Linked DNA regions of Mus musculus: all the other regions are linked to region 1. The links are chromatin contacts, called in public ChIA-PET and HiChIP or PLAC-seq maps. All regions are on one chromosome and are shown on one strand. The core of a region is the stretch at or near the end of the contact, and the rest is flanking DNA. Distances in the headings are between cores, read along the strand shown. Region 1 holds the start of Samsn1 (SAM domain, SH3 domain and nuclear localization signals, 1). Region 2 overlaps Nrip1 (nuclear receptor interacting protein 1). Region 3 overlaps Nrip1 (nuclear receptor interacting protein 1).

Region 1 (5,083 bases), core at 1,098-3,597:
ACCAAGGAAATCCCCTCCATACTTGTGAGCACACAGCACAGGGTCAGGATATGGAAACGATCATCTGATAGATAATCAGTATAAACAGTTACATCCTGTATTTCAGGACAGTTGCTTGCTAGCCCTATTGTGTCTTTCTAGACAGATGTCACACTCCCTTCTTATAGGTGGGGGAGCTTGTACCCCTTCAAATAGCCATCTGTGTAAGGATCAGAATATCATGTGCTCTTACCATGTCCTATGGATTATATGTTTTATTTATGAAATATGCAAAAGTTTTCTATTGAAAACTATGAATTTGTAAGAATTGTTTCTAAGACATAATTATAGCAATTGGAGGGCTATTAGTGTCACAGCAAAAAAATTAAATCCATATATGTCTTCAGTGTGACTATTTCTTGTGATATATTTTTTTTCTCAGGTGCATTGAGTGTGTTTTTATTTTATATATGCAAACATCAATAAGATGACCAATAGTTCACATCTACTCTAGTAATTACTGTGATTAAGACCATTGCCAATAATGAAAGATCATTTTGAAAACAGTTTAGTGAAATGATATACTGACAATATAATGTGCAATACAGTCCTTATGAAATAGTCAAGTGTCATTTTTGAAAAATTTTGAGGTAAGCCACTTTTTATCAATTTTTGTAATATTCCCAAAATATGATCAACTGAATATTTTTATTTAATCAGTGCTATTTTACATAAAAAACAATCATATGAGACTTGAGATAGAGCTCAGCTCACAACAAATATAATCATATGAAGAAATAAAAAATGATTCTTTGAAAAACCTTTCTTGGATATTTTGGGATGTGTTGCTGTGAATTTTTATTTTAGTAATGAAAAAACAGAAAGTGCAATATATTTTTGTACTATGTGTTTCTAAGATGCTTGTTTAACCTTTGTTGACTTTTTTTGCATTAGAAACAATAATGTTGAAAATCATCTAGTTTTAGTTTCCTGTACTTGGAAATAATGAATTCTCAGTTTACTTCAGATCTTTTGCCAAAGGTTTTAAACCGTTGAAGACTGTCCTGTGCCTACTCAGTTCAGAAGGAAAATCAGTCCCCAAACTGTCTCTCTCCCAATGAGAAATAAAAGCTGATGACAAAGTGTAAACTCCTTAAAAACAAAGAATCCACTAGTATTTATCTCACCAACAAAAAGATTGAATTTATTTGAGAAACGTTAGGAATGTATAAACAGGACAGAAATTTTCTGACATCACAACTTCATACTAAAGAAATTAATGTTACTAGTAAATGACGTTTAAAGTTCTATAAGAATGTAAACTTGGCTTTTCCTATATTATTTTTAATGCCAATTGTTATCAAGAGAAAGAATAAAAGAACATACTACATAAGACTGGCTTATCAAATTTACTAATTTATAAATTTTGTGTCTTCTCAAAATAGGGCACAATTCTCTCTAATGACAATGTGAAAATGCATGTCTACTACAAGATATCATAGCTGAACATTCAAATTACAAAAAGAATTTTAAAAAACTAACCTAAAATTTCTCCATTTTAGTCTTCTTACTGTTATGTATTTTAAATATCTACAATTTAACAGATAAAATAATTCCTTCAGAACACTGGTAAGATATTGAACAACCAAGGAATGAAAAATAGGCAGAGAATTCATGATATTAATGGTTAAGTGGAGGCCACCAAACAGAGTTCCATAAAATTATCCTAACCCAATCTTAGCTAACAACATAAAGGGTTGAATCTAATACACAATTGTGAAGACCATAATTGCTCATCAGTATGCAAATTCTTCCATATGTATTTTGATGCACTTAGTCCTCTACTTAAATTAATTTAGAAGTGACAGATAAAATGTCATGTAAGTAGTAGGGTGATGATGTAGGCTGTGAGTGTGCATGTATGCTTGTGTGTGTGTGTGTGTGTGTGTGTGTGTGTGTGTGTGTGTGTGTGAGAGAGAGAGAGAGAGAGAGAGAGAGAGAGAGAGAGAGATGTATGTCACTGTGTGGTTTGTTTGAATGTGTTGTGTGCTTGAATGAGTTTGTGTATGTGTGTGTATACACGTATATGTGCGTATGTGTAAATGGTATGTGTGTGTGTGTGTGTGTGTGTGTGTGTGTGTGTCTGGTGTGTCTGTGTTATACATTTGCAAGTAAGTGTTGCTTTCTAGTACAGTATTTGGTTAGTTTTACTCTGTAAGAAAATAAACTTACCTTCGGTTTTTGGTGTTTCTCCTTGTCTGAGGCATTGGATGGCTTCCTCTTTAGCATTTTGAATTCTGGCCACCTCTAGTGAGCACAGTTGCTGCTGTTACAGAGACAACTGAGAGCAGGCACGGGTGCTCTCCGTGATACCCAGCATCTGATAGCACTGAGGAAGTGTCTGATGTGACACTTCCTCCTCTGGTCAGGATGTGACTTCAGTGTCTGCTTGGTTGAAGGTTTCTTTTTTTTTTTTTTTTTTTTTTCCTTTCCTTCCTTACCGTAATTATTTGGTAACTCTGTACTGTATTCTCGGTGCTGTATTCTATGATATAATTCTTAGCTCACACCTTTGACATGGCTACGGTAATTACTAAGGGTGTAATGGTTTGGAAAACAAAACTTATTTTCTCAGTTTATGTAAAAGAATTTAACACATTAAAAAAGATGGCACAAGAGGAAAATATCTGAACCTTTTAAATGAAATCAAACAGAATATTGTGGATTTTTAAAAGTTTGAGACTATTTAAAGAATTCCATTTTATATTTTTATAATATTTTATTATTTGAGGTTATATAATACACTTACATCATTTCCACCTTTTCATTTTTCTCCTTCCAAATTTTCCAGGGAACCTACCTTTCAATTTCATTGCCCACTTTTTAAATGTGACATATGTCTGTATCTTTCTCAATACATAATTGTATATTTCTACATGACGATCAATTTGAAGTTAAATAATATTAATCCTCCCTAAAGCTACCGTAATAGGGTATAGATTAAAAGTACCTAACTGTAATAGGATTCTAGCTCCAGATATTGATGAGTGGGCATTGGTGACATTGAAAAAGCAAGCATATCATTGTTAAAACCCCCTGATTAATAAAAGAACCACTTCCTGCTACATAGTATACGTACTCTGTACCCTGGTAATGCCTGGTTGGTGGGTGATGCTACCGACTGCTCAGTCCTCTCTCCAGACAAGGCATCCAGTGTCTACTAAGTGGGCCTGGAATAGCCCCAATATGTCTTAAAGGTTTTGCTGAAAGCCAGATCCAGAGATCCAGATAAAAGAGAAGGTTGCTCAGACTTCCTTGAAAAATGAAGCCCTTATCAGATGAGCTTGTGCAGATTGTTTCAAATGCAGGCTCTGGTTAAATGGCCTGCTTCAAGAAAACTTGTACTTTCTGCTCATAAACTCCTCAGATTAAAAACAGTAGCACCATATTTTTAGGAAGTGCTTCTCTAAGAATCATGCTCTGGCCCTCTTTTCTCAGTTGTCCCTCCCACCTCTCTGCCTTCGTCCTGGAGTCCCAGCTGAAATTCACTAATTCGCTTAAATACTAAATTGAATACCCACTCTGTGCTATTGAACGTAGTGGGTACTCAATTTCTATGCAATAAACCTCTTAACTAGCAAGAACAAAATGGTATTTTATGCACTACAATAGAATTGGGTAAACCACTTAAGAGGATTGGAGTTAATAAACAGCTGCAGTGGCAGGAGGGTAATTTTGAGAAGTAAGAGGTTAGTATTTTCAGAACAATGACAGGGGAATAACACCAGACAACCTGAAAACCTAAGGCTCGGTAATTCCCTAGCAGTGTGACTTTCTGTAAATTTTCTGGGTGGTTCTCAGTTAACCCAAGGGAATAAACTATTCCGTCGCCTAAGAAATTAAGAGCCATGAAAAGATATTTTCTTATCTGAGACATCAGTGCTCCTTGTACTCTTCCATCTCTTTGTGAAACGGATGGGAGTTTAATTCAGGAGTGGAATTTGATCAGTTCAGTGAGGAGGATAATGGTGATAGTTCCTAAATGATCGTTTCACTGAGAATCAAAGCTAATGCCAATATGGGCCGCCCTTATGCACCATCACTTCAGAATAGTTTACACCAAAAATTATCTGTAGATAATGAATGAATATTAAATATCAAAGTTATATTTGGAGAATTTTTTATAGTTTACATTTTTATAATGACAACTAAAACAGTGAATATTCAAATTGCTGGTACTAACATTTTGTGTGTGTGTTCAGCTGAAATGCAGTTATGCAACATTTGATATTAACGCTCTTCCAAATTGCCGTAAACCCCTAACTTAAACCTCCATGCCAGTCACTGGAAACACACTTCTAGTTCTTAATTGGTGGTGAGAGCAACTCCAAGAGTCAAACAAAACAATGCATTCTATTGTCATTGTCCTTGGTTACCTCCCAGATGTGAGCATGATATATGGTGATGAAGATAGTACACACTCCAGACATAGGGCTTAGATGAATTAAGCAGGAACTGATCAGGAAAGCTCGTCTGAGAAGTAGCTCCCATGGTGTCAGAAGACATTTATGCAAACTGCTAAGAACTAGTTGCTTAGAAAAATATGCCCAGTGGAACAATCGGAGCATGACTCTCTTGGGGATGACAAACAGCTCTCTCATGGGTTTTATGGCCCAGGCAACAGGAAATCCTTGCATGGTGCTGTAAACGTAGCCAAGGGCCTGTGGCTGGACATGTCATGGACCCTAGAGAAGACCTACTACACTACGAAGGATGAAAGGACAAGGAGTAGGGAGGGGTTCAGGATCTCAGATGAAATAACAAGGGGACTCAGGTGTATATGTAAATAAAGATTAAGTGTATGCACATATGAAATTATCAGAGTATAAATTAGATGATTTTTATAGTAAACAATATTATACTTAAGAATTACATATAAACATCTGTTTGTATATCTAAGCATTTGACCAGTTTTAATACCATAAGGTGGATTCAAATTGTAAATAAAATTAATATTTTTGTTTAAATTTATATATGAAAGATGTGATTCCAGACTTTCATTCATTTAGGAAAATTTTTCTCTGATGGTGAAAAGGTATGATGT
Region 2 (5,083 bases), core at 1,104-3,603, 450 kb after region 1:
TACTATCCCAGGAAACTGTCCCAAAATGCTTCTCTCAGTCAAGTCTCCTATATTTAATTTACTAAGCAAACCCTTTGACACTATGCCACCTAAACCAACCTTTTGCAATATAAAAATGACTTAGGGGAAGAGAAACGACACTACAAAAGCCGTGCTTCGTCACCTTCTCTCTGTAGAGAAGTGAAAACATGTTTAGCTCTATAAGAGGAAATTCTCGCACATAGTTTTTGATCAGAAGGAGTATGATGCTGAACTCAAACTCCCAGCACGGCTTCCTATGGACTTCCCTACAGCTTTCCATTGCGCTAACACCTCTGATGGCATGGGGCCCAGCCCACTGCAACCTAGGATCCTCTAGGAAGAACTGGGATGGGTTGAGTGCACACCTACCACGCTGTATGTCTAACTCGCTCCAATAGCATCAGATCACATACGTCACCTTCTCTTTTTCTGGATGCTCACGCCTGTGGAGGTCAGAAGCTGAGGCTGGGTGTCCATCGCATGTTCTGAGACAGAGGCTCTGCCTGAAGGTGGAGCGCACCAGCCCATCGTGCTGGTCTAGCTGGGCCCTGCGTCCACAGCCCAAGTGTTAAAAGACTGCAGGTTCTAAGCATCTGACTCCTTGTTCTCATGCTTACACGGCAAGCGCCTTGCTGACTGAGCCTCCTCCCTACCCCCACTGTGTCCTTTTAAAGTAATAAATTAGAAGGCTTTATTTGTATATATAAATTAATTTGCTTTGGATGAGCTTCGTTTTGAAATACAATTCAAGGTCAATTTTTAGCTTTACAAGAGGAATTTCTCTCTCTCTCTCTTTTTTAACCAGAACGGGTGTGAGGCTGAGTTCAAACTCCCAGCACTGCTTCCAGTGGACTTTGCTACATCTTTTTATTTGCACTAACACTTCCAGTGGCATTTTTGTTTTCTAATAAAAAGGCCACATTGTTTCTCTCGACACTTCTTCAAAGCCCACCTCACTGACAGTGGTTTAAGCTCCTAGCACATTGATTGTGATATTATCCTAAGTTCTAAAACAGCCACAAAATGTCAGGATTTTCCCACTCCTCGGACATTTACAAGACATAGATGCCAAGGTTTATAATCACAACTTGACCACCGTTTATTGTTAAATATTGGTATAACTGGAAACCAATTATCTTAACAGTATAGCATAGCTTTCTGGAAAGAAAAACATCACACAAAATGAAAAAGAAGATGAGGGAAAGTGATCTCCGGGTGTTGGATCATACTTAGAAATGGAATATTAAATGTGCATTCGTCTCTGCGTTCCGTGTGGAGAAGCATGGGTTGAAGAAAGGGGGCTGGGCCTATAACCCAGTTACACGGAAGTTCTGGCCGGCCTCTGCAGCGAGAAGGTGCACACGCCAATTCTGCATCACACGCTTAGACGACTGGAGCAAACTCCACCCACCGTGCCCGCATGGGGCTCTGACATTTTCCTTTTCCTTTTCTGTAGATCACAATGCTTCAACATCATAATGATCTATTTATCTGAAAGACTTTCCCTCTGGAACAGCCTAGGACACAATGCCACCATGCCTCTGGTAGGCACAGTGATCAATCAAGATTCCACCCCCTCCATGTGGCCCACAAACTATATCGTTCTGCTTGTTTCACACTACTGAAGCAAACGAAGATGATTCCTGTATACCAGGTCCAAACCTATACCTAACTCAAGCTACTATATGATATCAGCGATCATATTGTTATATATAAGAAGATGTAGGTCATTAGTTCCTAGCCATTGTACTACCTAGAATTAAATGGCTACATTTAAGACTCCCTAGTCTTAAAAGTTGCTTTCCCTGCCCAGCCCTTCATTGCTTGTCCCATGGAAATCCCAATAAACGCCAGCCCAGTCTCCTCCCTAGCTCCTCTTGGTGGCTCTGGGCAACATTGTTGCTTCCCCACACCACCAAGCCCTGAGCTTACATGTTCTGAGAAGCCATGAGCACAGTAACTTCTTCTTCTGAGCCACTTTCTCATTTCTCAATGACCATACATTCCTAACGAAGAACAGCGTGTGAGCAGGACGTGGAGACTTCTTTTATTTCTCTCTCCACCTTGTAAAACACATATAATGATATGGAGATAAGCCTCCCTTCTGCTTGCAAAAGAGGTGCCCAAGGAAAGCCGCCTGACAATTCTGTAAGCAAAAAGGAAATTCTAGACGGACGACGTCGCTCAGGTTAACACAAGAGAAAGCTATGACGCCGACTGGAAAGGCGAGGTCAAGAGAACTCCAGTTAGACGCACCTGCTATGGACTATGTTAAATCGTAATTTTGTCAAGGAGACACTCCCCTTCCCGCCTCACCTGCTCACCCACCCCTTTTGCATTCAGCTCCATAAACAGCAGTTATCCCCCATTATAAAACAGTCGACGGTTAAAGGACTGAGCCAACCAAGAGCGTACAATCTTCCATAACTGACATTTACAGCATCGGCCTTGGACTTCTAATCTTTCCCAGACGGGCACACAAATCAATCCATCAGCTCATAAAGGTGTGCTTTTTTAACCTCTAAATCAGATGGGATTGGCCAGAAGTGTCTGGCATGTCAAACTGCTAATCACTGCTGCCCTCGGCTTAGGTTGAGGCAGGGTTGCACTGTAACCGACATCAGCCTGTGGGAAACCCATTTAACTGTCACACACCCCTGCCACTCCTGCTAGCCCTTAATTAAGCCTAATGCCTTATGCTCTGACCTTTTGTTCCAGCCTATTAACCCTATCCAGTACAAGTTCAATTACGCTACACTAAAAACTTTGCTGTAAAATATTAAATGCCAAGCTCCAAAAACCATAAGGGGTATTATCTTAACTTTAGGTTCTGGGCACCATGATACTCAATGCATTTAAAAGGAAAAAAAAAATGAGTTCCCTTCTGAAGCCATGCTGATTTTTACAGAAGAACCCCATCTCCGTTCCACCAACCTCCTTATTTTATAAAAAGAACAATTCAGAAAACGTCAAATGACTCACCCATTCCACAGCTCTGCCACGGCTCTCAAACACCACGGTGTCTGTGATTAACAGCTAAACTACCATGGTCAGCATTACAGCATTAGGAAGACAATACTACTTTTCAGTATCTATTAGGAAAAGTTATAGATAATGGATGGATGGATGGATGGATAGAAAGGTAGATAGATAGATATTCCTGAAACACAATAAATCACAACTGCAATATAGTTTAGAAGTGATGTTTCCTTTCTCCTCCAAGAATTCCTCCTCTTCTGGACTCACTTCTTTTGCTTTTTAGAAACAATATCGCCATGGTCACAGAGGAATGTCAAGTACTGCAACACCCCCAAGGTAATATGCCGAAAGGTAATGTTTTTCTAACGTTCCATTGACAAGTTTGATTGAGCCAATAATTTGAGCTACAAAATGTAGAATCACCAGACAAACATACCGCTCATACACACACACACACATATATATATATATATATATATACATATATATATACATATATATATGTGTGTGTGTGTATGTGTGTGTGTTGTGTGTGTCTGTATATATATATGTATATGTGTGTGTGTGTATATATATATATATATGAATAGATCTTTTTTCTACACATGTAATTATGGATTTCTGTTCACTTACAAGAATCTCAAAAATCTGAACCAAGAAATATTAGAACTTCACAGCAGGCTAAATCAAACGCAGTCCAAGTTAGCATGCTCATTTTATACATAGCAACCTGTTTCTCATTCTCCTTCCGTATACCTCACACCACTACCAAAAAAAAAAAAAAAAAAACCTTCTTTATTGCTTTTACTGTAACATAACAATTAAAACACAATCAATGCCATAAAATGTAAAGTGTCTACAGCAACTGGATCAGAGGCATGTTAAGTTTAGTTTTGTGGGGCTGGAGAGATGATGACTTAGTGGCTAAACCTGCTTATAAAGAGGACCCAAGTTCTGGTCCCAGCACTGCATCTGACAGCTCACAACCTGGGAAAACTGCAGCTCCGGGGGACCCGAGGCTCGCTGGCTCACAGGGACCTTCACGCATGCTACAGATAAACTCACACAGACACACTCGCGTAACTATGAATAAAAATAAATAAAGATAACTTAGCTTTACCCTTTCAAAGGATTAAAACCAACGTTTTGCCATTTTGTTTGCTGCCAAAAGGACCTATTTTTAAACTGACATCTATATTAATATTCTTAACTACGTCGAATTCTCAACCTCAAGGTTTAAGGTAACCTTCTATTAAACGGAATAGGTATGTCTGCAGAAGCAGAGCCATTCAGATGTGTGCAAGCCCACTAATAATTCTACTCTGAAGGGAGGGAGTTTTAAAGGGAAAACTAATCAGGGGGTATGTTCATGATACTAGAGCAACGCCCTCAGAGAAAGGAATCAGGGCGTTACTGGGAGGAACATACCAGAAGGGATAAGATGTGAACCTTGTGGACGAATAACTGGCCGAACTCAAGAAACACCTGACATTCACTGCCAGGGACAGGTGAAGTTATGGCCACTAAAGTCTTTGTCGCGAACTGGTGAGATGTCTCAGCAGGTAACAGCATGTGCTGCCAAGCCAGACGACCTGAGTTCAACCCCTGGAACCCAAGTAGTGGAAGAATACCAAGTGCCACAAGTGTGCCCTCACATGTTGGCCGGCGGGCGGGTGTGTGCACCATACATATACACACATACCACATACATACTACACACACACACACACATACCACACACACCACATACATACTACACATACACCACACACACACAGACACATCACACACACACACACACACACAAAATCTTGTCTTCACAAAACACAAACCCATGTTAAAGTAATTTTAAGAACACTGTTAAAGATCAAAAACAATATAGGTTTTGATAATATGTACATACCAAGATAATATATACACTTTATTTAGCATTGAAACTAAATCTCTCAGTAGCTGGATTATCTGAACTTCACTTCCATATCATTTTATTTTCTGCCTCCCATCAGTCATACAATAACACTATAGCATAACAGGATTCGTACCCAGCAGAGCAAACCTGTCTTTAAACCCTACAAGGGACTTT
Region 3 (5,083 bases), core at 945-3,444, 410 kb after region 1:
TCTCCATCAACTACAAAGCTGTTTTGAAGCCATTTAGCTTTCTTCTTTACATGTGTTCTAATTAAGAAATGACCTTGTCATCACGCACACCAGAAATCCGGGATTATTTCCTACAGCAAAAAATTCACAAAGCCTCCCCCCCCCCCAAAAAAAAAAGAGAGTAGAGGTGGGGGGAGGGGAGAGAGACTTCTTCCCCAGTTCCCTCACTGAGGAAGTTGTTGGTTGGCTGAATGCTGAAGCAGTTCCACCGCATAATTTTTTTTCTGTTGTTGTTGAATGTCACAGGGCGGGTTAGAGTGACCTTGAGCTGCATCAGCGGCTCAGCAAGGGTCGAGATGCCTGCAGGCGCCCTTGTACTGGATTTGCAAGACAAAAACCTTCAAACTGGCTGAAGGACATCTTAAATCTCTTCAAAGGTTTCCCGAACTAATCTGGGCTGCTCTTAGCAGGATCAGCGCCAGTATGAGAAGCAAAATTAAAAACAAGGTCTTTGACAGGATGCTGTCTCCTCTTAACCCTTCCAGAGCAGAACAGAAGACGTTACAAGCACTCTGGAGAGATGGCTTACCTAGAAGCACTCTTTCATAACAAATTATGTAAGCAAGAAATCACAAAAAGAAGGGAGGGGGGAACTATTAGTCCTCAAAAGTAAACATTCCTTCCGTTTTATTTATAATGAATTCAAGCTGGGTATTTTTTTTTTCCTTGACTATACTTTAGTGTCATGGTGATAAACCTGAAAACTACAGCTATATCTTAGATTTGCAGCACTGTAAAAATCAAATCACTCCATCGACACGAATCTAGGACTTTCAGTGTTTGAAAAATAAGCTCTGGGCTGGTTAAATCGAAGACCAGGTACGATTGCATATACCTTGCTAAAGTGACAATCAAATAGTATCATGTGACTAGAAACAGACCTGAGAAGGACCTGAGAAGAACCTGGTAAAGCTAGCTCAGTGCTGTTTGCTGGGAGAGGCAAACGTGCCCTTTTCCACACTGTTCTCAGCATCTCCATCCATGTATAGGCCAAAAGAGAAAGAAGAGCGAGGCAGTTGAGGCTTCCTTGCTATGGTTTGAGTGTGACACCCCCAGACTTATGTGTTAGAGCCTGCATCCTCAATTTCATCCACTAATGGTACTAACGGGATGGAATGATGTCATAAAGGTGTGGCCCCTATAAAGGAAGAAATTAGCACTTAGAATGGCAGGTCTCTGAGTGCTCTCACTGCGCAGTATCCCCTGCTATCCAGTGATTCTTAGGATGTACCATGCAGCCTTCACCAGACACCAAGCAAATGACTGCACAGTGCTCCCAGACTGCTCAGTACCGAGAAACATGCATTCCTCTTCCGGTACTCAGCCTTGGGTATATTGTTAGAGCAGCAGAAAACAGACTAAAGAGAGGTAAATGTTTGGCCTTTCCCAAAGCAGGGCCTTTGGATTTCAATGCAGGAGCTATAGTAGGCAAGTTTGAAAATAATTATTCTAAAACCAAACAATACAAAATGATAAAAACAAAAACAAAATAACAGAGTGGGGCACAGTAGTGCACACCTTTGATCCCAGAACTCAGGAGGCAGAGGCATGGGGATCTCTGTGAGTTCCTGGAAGCTTGGTCTTTAGAGCTTGGAGGTCCAGGACATCCAAGGCTATACAGTGAAACCCTGTCTGGGAAGAAGAAAAAAAAAAACAAAAACAAAAAACAAAAACCAACAATGACAAAACAAACAAATAAACAAACACACCAGCTCTAGCGCTCAGAACACAGTTTCATGAAGTAAACTGGGTACTGTTGTGACTGGACTGTGAGATGGCTCAGTAGGTAAAAACAGCTTGCTGCACATGTTATCTACTTGAGTCTGGTTCCTGGAACCCACATAAAGCTAGAGAGGGAGAACCCAAGCCAAAGTTGTCCCCTGACCTGCACACCCCATCCCAGGATTAACAACAACAACAACAATAGCAACAAGCGAGTAGTTAGCAGAAGCAAGAAGCAAGGAAATTATTTCCTCTCAGAAAACAGCATAAGTAAGTTCAGGACTCTACTGAACCTCAACCACATCTCCACTCACGAGAATTCAGCTATGTAGTTGTAAAACACACGCGCTCAGGGCTGTAATACCTAGCAAGTTCATAACAGCACTGTGCACCGCACATCTTTTCTTTGTTCTCTGTGCAGAGAGAGAGGCAGGGAGCTGATGCTGCTAAGTGCTAAGCTGGAAGCATTCATTCATTTGGCAAGTGCCCTGGACACACCCAAGTAGGGATGACCTAGGTTTTGGTTATCTGCGTGTGCAGATGGTGAGAGAGGTGGCGGCTAAAGATGGAGACAGCCCACCACAAGAAAATGACCACATTCTAGGTCAGAGCAACGGATTTGCAGGCAGAGCAGAGCTGGGGTGACACAGGAAGGGGTAGCTATTTATTGTGACTGGAGATTAAGCTAACAATGCTCTCAGCTCCAAGGACTTTTGAGTCAAGGCCACACCAAGGAGCTTAGGCCTTTATCTGGTGGGAATGCATGGTTTATAGGAAAAGATATGATTAAAGGGATGTTTTAAAAAAACAAAACAAACAAAACAAAAACTGTGGGGTTGGTGATGGTTTGGGGAGAGGATGTGGTAGACCAGTTGGTGCAAAGAAGAAGTCAAGAGTCAAATGAAGGTGTGGGCAGCCCAGTTCAACACAGCTCAGAAAATAATACAAATGAGGACTGAACATTTAGGAAGCAATTTGTGGAACATAAAGAGTGCTACAAGATAGATGTTAATTAACAGCAAAAGATGAAAATAATATAATTACATTTCTAGCATAGGTGTATAAAATACTGTGTTGATATGATCTGTCTGAAATTTCAAGGAAAACAAAAATTCCAGTAGAAATAAGAATTTGCAATCTGACCTGTACATAATTCAAATATATTCTCATCCTAATATATTCTCATCCTTGGCAAAGGCTTTGTTTATGATGAAAGCAGTGTGCAACATTTTTTAAACAATGTGAAGGCATAGTTCTGCTTTTCTTTTTTTGTTTTACTTATCTGAGAAAGGGTCTTACATCCTACATAGTCTCAGCTAGCCTTGAACTCATGATTTTACCTCACTAGCCTCTCTCTGAAGTGCCAGGATTATATGACTAGGTCACTGCACCCACCTCAAGGCCTATTTTTTTTTTTTTTGGCTAGGAGCCAGAAGCTGGAGTAGCAGTCTGGCTTAAATTACTGTATGGTTGCTGGAGCAAAGAGTTTTATACAACACTAGTAAAGGAAAAAATAAATAGTTGATAAACATTAACTGAGGGCCTACTATGCTTGGAACAAAAAAAAAAAAAAAAAAAAAAAAAAAGATTAAAGGACTCCCAGTGTTCTGTGGATTTCTTGCTGTGCTTCCAGATTATCACTGGTAATCACATGAAGTCCCAAATTCCAGCTCGCATCATGACATCACCATACAATAAGAGACTCTGAGCTGTTAATAAATCAAGAGTCTGATGAGAAGCCATTTTGGGATTACCATCCAGCCGCAAGGTACACACTGCATTCCCAGAACTCTCAGGAAGACCCAGTACTCAGGGAACTTAAGAGTCGTTAAATACTCTAGAGACTGACTGTCCTGCTAAGACCTCAGAAGGAATTTAACAGAGTGTCAGCCAAGGTAGAACAGGAGGGTGCAGGGAGCAGGAGTCACTAGGGCCAAGGAAGTATCTGCCAGAGCACAAAAGGCAAGCCAGCATCAGGGGTCAGGCTGAGGCAAGAGGAAGGAAGGGCGCAGAGAGGAGGGGAGGGGAGAGGAGGGGAGGGGAGGGGAGGGGAGGGGAGGGGAGGGGAGGGGAGGGGAGGGGAGGAGAGGAGGAGAGGGAAACACTTGAAGGGGAGCCTACCATTGTCCCAAAAGAAGACATGGACTTCATCCTAAGACTGCATTAATGAGAAAGCTTTCACAATCTCAACAGTGAGATCTCCACAGGAGAAGGGCGTGGAGTGTCACCAGTCATAAAAAGGGACTGCTCTTGAAAGCCAGGGTTACTGACAGTGCCTGGCTAGGAATGACCTTATGAGTATCCACAAATAAAATGACTTCTTGACTAAGCATCTCTGGCTTATGGCTGCCAAGCTGACACTGGCAATAGGTTCCAGGACATTCTACGTCTAGACATTAATAGAAGAGTGGGTAACATGATGAACTCTGTAGAAGTTAAGAAGAAATTAGACAAATGTACGAAACACAAGTTAGGTGACATTAGGAGGAATGCATAGAACATTCTGGCTGGCAATGTGAATTCTAATATCAGCAGTCTCTGAGTATGAGTGAGTGATGCTCCAGGGTCCTTAAGGGTCCCTATTCAGGATGCACAAGAGATCAAGACTACTTTCATGAGACAAAACAAATGTGGTTTTGGGGTGTCTTTCTAACGTGTGTGCGCGGTGCCATTCAGGAGCCACATGCCAATGTTTTAATGGCTATTGAAGTGCATCTTAGGATACTTTTTCATTACAAAAATCTTCTCAGTTGAAATTTCTCATATGATACATTACAGGCGCTACTGCTGACCTAGAAGAAAACTCACCTGGACCCTCAACAGATTAGGGATAGGAAGTGACCCCCAGAAGCTTAGGAAGCACAGATGACACAGTAGGGTAAAAGCCAAGAAGCAACATCTTGACTCTCATCAAACAAAGGACATGTTTTCTAGCTTCCAGGCTGTCCACTGTAAGTATGCCAGAAGAAGAATGCTCTCTCTCAGCTAGAGGTGTGGCTCAGTGGTAGAGCACTTGCCTACAGTGCACAAATGCTTAGATAGTTCCAACCTCTCTAATCACAGAAAACAAAACAAAAGAAGAAAGAAGAAAGGGGGAGAAAGAAATCTCCTGTGTCAAATTTTCCCCCTTGATCCAGTTGAGGAAAGAAAAGGATGTTAGTTGTAAATGAGTAGAAGACTAAGGAGGACTTAAAACATTTCCCATCTTTGCAGTCAGCATTGTTGCACACTTCCCATACCATTAGAGGCTACAAGGATAATCAATGGCAAACCCTCTTGAACCGGTTGTACAAGCTTTCCAATCAACAACACACTGAGATCA

What was found. ChIA-PET counts read pairs in DNA pulled down with a chosen protein or histone mark. HiChIP or PLAC-seq counts read pairs in DNA pulled down with a chosen protein or histone mark.
Region 2: a contact with region 1 is called in an H3K4me3 HiChIP or PLAC-seq map of bone marrow-derived macrophages, with 4 times the contacts expected there. The contact joins the enhancer-like site here to the promoter of Samsn1 in region 1. A contact is called at or near these places in 3 of 39 promoter capture datasets (the HPC-7 cell line, frontonasal cranial neural crest and pre-B cells), 7 of 484 Hi-C or Micro-C datasets (the Ba/F3 cell line, LSK cells, Th1 cells and 4 more) and 3 of 115 datasets of contacts at active chromatin or transcription factors (bone marrow-derived dendritic cells, bone marrow-derived macrophages and double positive thymocytes).
Region 3: an RNA polymerase II ChIA-PET map of effector CD8 T cells shows a contact between it and region 1, with 6 read pairs. The contact joins the enhancer-like site here to the promoter of Samsn1 in region 1. A contact is called at or near these places in 1 of 484 Hi-C or Micro-C datasets (palatal mesenchyme) and 4 of 115 datasets of contacts at active chromatin or transcription factors (bone marrow-derived dendritic cells, effector CD8 T cells, microglia and 1 more).

Annotation. Positions count from the first base shown.
Region 1 is chr16:75,906,919-75,912,001 of GRCm38.p6, forward strand. It overlaps Samsn1 (SAM domain, SH3 domain and nuclear localization signals, 1), which reads right to left and starts at 2,348. Exons shown (of 8, transcript NM_023380.2): 1 at 2,212-2,348. The coding sequence starts at 2,268.
Region 2 is chr16:76,355,953-76,361,035 of GRCm38.p6, forward strand. The region is part of intron 1 of Nrip1 (nuclear receptor interacting protein 1); the gene reads right to left. Among named protein-coding and RNA genes, the nearest start is that of Nrip1, 15 kb to the right of the region's middle. Within about 2 kb of position 2,354, at least 32 of the 459 cell types and tissues checked have an H3K27ac peak or open chromatin away from gene starts, as enhancers often do. A contact at or near this core is called in bone marrow-derived macrophages, where this site is marked.
Region 3 is chr16:76,321,472-76,326,554 of GRCm38.p6, forward strand. All of the region lies in intron 3 of Nrip1 (nuclear receptor interacting protein 1), which reads right to left. Among named protein-coding and RNA genes, the nearest start is that of Gm30569, 23 kb to the left of the region's middle. Within about 2 kb of position 2,195, at least 73 of the 459 cell types and tissues checked have an H3K27ac peak or open chromatin away from gene starts, as enhancers often do. A contact at or near this core is called in effector CD8 T cells and regulatory T cells, where this site is marked.